Linked DNA regions of Solanum lycopersicum: region 2 is linked to region 1. A link is a contact called in public HiChIP or PLAC-seq data. All regions are on one chromosome and are shown on one strand. The core of a region is the stretch at or near the end of the contact, and the rest is flanking DNA. Distances in the headings are between cores, read along the strand shown. Region 1 holds the start of LOC101248391 (probable E3 ubiquitin-protein ligase XERICO). Region 2 holds the start of LOC101249078 (nucleosome assembly protein 1;2).

Evidence for each region. HiChIP or PLAC-seq counts read pairs in DNA pulled down with a chosen protein or histone mark.
Region 2: an RNA polymerase II HiChIP or PLAC-seq map of leaf shows a contact between it and region 1, with 6 times the contacts expected there. The contact joins the promoter of LOC101249078 here to the promoter of LOC101248391 in region 1. A contact is called at or near these places in 1 of 8 Hi-C or Micro-C datasets (leaf) and 1 of 1 datasets of contacts at active chromatin or transcription factors (leaf).

The regions. Positions count from the first base shown.
Region 1 is chr5:25,694,102-25,696,801 of SLM_r2.1, reverse strand. LOC101248391 (probable E3 ubiquitin-protein ligase XERICO) reads left to right here and starts at 1,421. Exons shown (of 3, transcript XM_069297987.1): 1 at 1,421-1,649.
Region 2 is chr5:26,015,178-26,017,877 of SLM_r2.1, reverse strand. LOC101249078 (nucleosome assembly protein 1;2) reads right to left here and starts at 1,347. Exons shown (of 13, transcript XM_026031162.2): 1 at 1,121-1,347; 2 at 973-1,016; 3 at 802-897. The coding sequence starts at 1,166.

The DNA.
Region 1 (2,700 bases), core at 172-2,671:
CTTTCGATCTGCTATTCTTTTTGTCTACTTTGCGCCGCTAGAAGCTTTTCTTGAATAGACTTCACTTTTTCCATCGAATCCCTCAAAAGGTCAGTACCCCAAGGCCTAACCTCAAATGCATCAAACCAACCAATGGGAGACCTACATCTCCTACCATACAATGCTTCGAATGGAGCCATATCAATGCTTGAGTGATAGCTATTATTGTATAAAAACTCCGCTAAGGGTAGGAAGCTATCCCAATGGCCACCAAACTCTATCACACATGCACGAAGCATATCCTCCAACACTTGAATCGTTCGCTCAGACTGACCATCGGTCTGAGGATGGAACGCAGTACTAAGGTCCAACCTAGTACCCAATTCCGCATGCAATGTTTTCCAAAACTTAGAAGTAAACTGCGTACCTCTATCTGATATGATGGATAGTGGAACCCCATGCAATCGCACCACTTCCGAGATGTAAAGTTTGGCTAACTTTTCTGCATTGTAAGTCACCTTGACCGGAATGAAATGAGCAGATTTAGTTAACCTATCAACAATCACCCAAATAGAATCAAACTTTCCCAATGTCTTGGGAAGACCAACCACGAAGTCCATTGCGATCCTCTCCCATTTCCATTCCGGAATGGGCATTCTCTGAAGTGTTCCTCCGGGCCTTTGGTGTTCATACTTTACTTGTTGACAGTTTGGACACTTGGTAATAAAGTCAACAATATCACGCTTCATTCTACTCCACCAAAAGTGTTGCTTTAGGTCACGATACATCTTGGTTGCACCCGGATGTATAGAATACCTTGAACTATGAGCTTCTGTCAGAATAGTGTTGATCAAATCATCAACACGGGGCACACATACCCTTCCCTTGATTCTCAAAACACCTTCCTCATCGATTTGTGCTTCCTTAGCCTCTCCTCGCAATACCTTATCTTGGATTCTTCTTAGTTTCTCATCATCAAACTGTTTAAAAAACTAACTAGATTGATTAAATTTTGATTTTAATCAATAACCGAATTATAAACACCTCTCCCCTAATTGTGGGAATTCAAAAATTAGACGATTAAATTTCCGCTCAAAAAATATAACACAAAAATAAGCCAAAAAATGATATATATAAAAATAGTAAATTTATGTATAGTAAATTAAGGTCTTAATTGGGTATATTTATGTGAATTTTCATTTACTACAATACAAGTTCTTAATTGTATTTTCTGAAAATTTTCCCTAATGACAAAGCTTTAACTCAGCTGAAGATAAATTGAAATCTGAAAAAAGAAACACAAAATTGAAAGGGACACAATAAAGATGGATTCTTTAATCAACTTTTATAATATAAAGAAATGTTACTGCCAATTGCAAGAGGCAAATTTATGTCACCTTTACCATGAAAAGTACAGTTCCATAATTGAAAAGATTGAACAAAACACAAACTGTAATTTTGTGGTGGGACCAAAGAGAGAGTTTGATCAATCACTACTTTGTTTTGTTGTTTTTTATAAATAGAAGAAAATAAGGGTCTTTTGGAGGTTCATAGGACATGGTCAATCTTGACATTTGTTGTCCTATGATATGAATCTTCACCTCAATCAATCATCAATAACAATCTTCAACTTGTTCAAATTCTACTTCTTTTACCCCACCTTCAAGAAAGTAAGTACCCTTTATTTCTTTATTCTTTATCTTTGCAAAAATCTTGGCCTTTTGCTTTTCTCTTTCTCTTTTTTGGTTATAGGAAACAAAAGTTCGCTTCTTTTTTATGGGATCTTGATAAAAAGTGAGTCTGATCTGTTCTTAGATCTCAATTTTTCAAGAAATATTATATTAGTATATTTTCTGCTTCTGTTCTTGATTTCTCCTTATTGCTTTGGGTACTTGAGGACTTCATCTTGAATCTGAAGGTTTTGTTTGGATGTTTTACTGCATATATAGACTGTTGTTGGTGATCTAAATTTTTTATCTTGAATCTTTATATCCATTTGTATAAAGCTTAGGGCTATAGTTAGAGTTTAGGGGTTAGGTTATACTTTACTAAATTTATATTTTGGGTTTGAAGTTGTATAATTTTGCATTGGAGATTAGGGTTTAGGATGGAAACACAAAGAAGGGCTAAAAAGGGGAAAGTGGCAGCTTAACTTAATAGCTCGATTTCTTGTTCCTGAGCTGAATGTATGCTCAGCCCCTGATACATCGCTATTTTTTAATCCTTGTGTCCAGGGATAATGAGTCGGTTGACTCTTAGAGTATAGCCTCTCTCAGGGTTGGCAATTAGAGTACACCGGCCGGTCTGGTAGCGGGCGAACTAAGGATTTCGTGCTTGCAAGGAAGTGTGCAAGTGGGTGAATGTATCACCAATTATTTTGTCAAGGTTTATAGCATTTCTAGATATAAAAAAGAGGTTGCTTGGATGGTAACTATTTTTCACCTCCAATCCTGAGATTGTGAGCTCAAGTTATTGAGAGAGCAAAATAGTGGGAGCTCCTATGGAGGAGTAAAAAAAGAGCATTTATCTTCACATGTTTTTCTGGAACAGCAAAGTAATGAGAGGATGAGTTTAACAATTTTTGCTTTATTTTTTTGGTAACCTCTTCTTTTTTGGTTGCAAGAAAGCAAAATTGCCTACTTTCTTAGAAAAAGGTTAGTAGTATAGGCTGCTTCAGTTCTTGGATACTTAAATCTTGATTGTTAAATGGCGGAAAGTTGA
Region 2 (2,700 bases), core at 98-2,597, 320 kb before region 1:
ACGCCTCTGAAAGTCAGCTTAGTAATATAGTCCTATTTTAAGAGAAGACTACAGACTTAACTTCTTAGTAATATAGTCCTGTTGTAAGAGAAGACTACAGACTTAACTTTTATCTGAACGGAGTATCAGCAAAGGTTATCCTTGGATAACCACTTCACAGTACAATGCAAAATTGTGCTTCAGTCTAAGTCAAAGAATAAAAAACAAACTTTTTTCTTTCATTTAGAGAATAAAACACAAACATTTGGTGTAACATCAGAAACAAAACTAATCAATGAAAGATAGCATAGCGATAATCTAATTAAGATATCCAAGTCCTTCCAATTAGTCAGGTGCTTTGACTTGATATAACATTTTCCATGGATGCTTGTTCAAATAAAACAAATTCTCAAGCTAATTTATCATGCACAAAGAGAATATGTGTTGTATAAAAACCGAGTGAAGAACTATTCTTTAAGTAAACTCTTCAATTACAGAGGATTTTGAACAAGGTCCACGACAAGGAGTGCGAAAGATAAAAAATTCATTATGCACAAAATAGGAAAAACAATATTTTTAAAATGGTTAAATCAAACTTCTGGTGATGTCTGATTTAAACGTTGCAGGTTCATAACATAGATGCATAAAATATCTGGCACAGAACAAATTAGCAACGAACTAATTTGCAACTATCTGGCAGTACAGAACAAATTTGAAAGTGAAATACGTAAAATAATTCCCAATAGAGTAGAGTTGTAGGTAGATAAGAAATGTACAGGATAATAAGAGTGAAGTGGCATAAAATAAAAGTTTTGAACGTGCCTGAATCTCCCTGAGAACCTCAACACGCTTCCTGACAATGGGGGACAAATTTTCAAGTACATCTGAGTGTTTCCCAGTAAGATCCTGAAGTTTACTCTTCAAATAAAACGCACCACAACGTCAGCCAAAAATTCATACATTTAAAAGACGTATTAAAAAGACTCAACTCACTTTGAGTACATTGACAAGGTCTGCTCGGTCCCCCGCATTCAAAGCTGCAGAAAAGATATTAATTAGAGATATATAACAAGAAAGAACAAATAAGTGGGGGCTGATGCCAAATATGGAAAAGAGTATATAAAGGGATAAGGGGTTTTACCAGCGCTGAGATCGGCAACACTGAAGTTGTCCTTCCCGTTGCTCATAATGAATGATGAGTGGAACTGAACCTGAAGGAGATTCAACAAGCCAACAAAGAGAGAGGGAGAAGTTACTAAGCGCCTCAATTTAAGCTCTTCTCTCCCTTGCTCGCTCTCTTTATCAGAAACAAAACCTAGCTGCTCACCTTATTTTTATATTCACTCCGGTCTATATAAGGCCCTGTTTGGTTTTTTTCATTTCCCCTGCATTTTATTTATTATTTATTATTCTCTTTTTCATTTGAAGGTTTATTATGTCAAGCCCAGCCCCAAAAAGGCAAAAAATAACTCTATTAATGTCATGAAACTATATAAATTAGAAGAGGAAGAAAGTAGGGAGAAGAGAAAAGATTTTTTATTTCTGTTGAACTATATTCACGATTTATAAATCTTTCACAAATCCTATTTACAATGAAAGAAAATCCTTTATTTATAGGAAAAACCTTACTTGGTCCCCAGGTAGGATTCCTAATTATATCCTACAAGGACTCCATATAATTAGACATTCACTATAATACAAATTGTTTATAACACTCCCCTTGAATGTCGTAGATTATGTGTCTCGTTAAAACATTACTAGATAAAACCCAGTGGGAAAAAAATCTAGTGAATGAAAAAGAGTACATATATCCAATAATACGCATTATGGATGCCTCATTAAAAACCTTACAAGGAAAACCCAGTGGGACAAAATCTTGTGAGGAAAAAATAGTATATCGCGTATTAACTTCCTTAATGACAACATCAATTCACATACTTGAATCTTCGTTTTCCAATCTTGAGCATCATCTTCTTGAAAGTTGTAGTTGGTAGAGACTTGGTAGATATATCAATTATAGTATTACTTGAACAAACATGTTGCATGTTGATATCACCTTTCTTCGGAGCTCATGAGTGTAGAAAAACCTTGACGAAATATGCTTTCTTCTATCTGTTTTTATGAAACATCCCTCAAGATTAAAGATTTCTGCAAGTTTTTTACTTTAACTTCTTTACGGAAATAATCTATTGCCTTTTGAAAACTCTTCTAGAGTTTCAATTCTAGTCATCAACTTGCATAATTATACTTGTATATGCTCTATGCATTTTAAATCTATTTAATCCTTATGAGGATGATAAACAACTTTTTCAAAACCTTGTATATGCTAGATTTCGAACCCATTGGATATTTTCATATTAGTTTTGTCAAGTGACAACATTCGATATTAGATGTATGACATCTTCTAGTGCCTAGATTGCAAGTCAAATAAGATTTACGCTTACCAAGATGCATCATTCCACTTTTCACTTGATAATTATTTCTACACAAGCATGTTTTAATAGATCTAGAATTCATATCCTCATTATCTTTTACAATATTGCGCGCAATCGTATCAAAGATGTCGTCAATGATATATCATTTCATATCGATTCACAATACGACAAAAATCATTCAGATCTCATCTCTTAATTATTTTTAGTTAGCTACCCCTTTCATGAGGTTTCATAAAGTTTTATGTCGTAGTCTCTCCAAGAGCACATTATCTTCTTATTTATGATC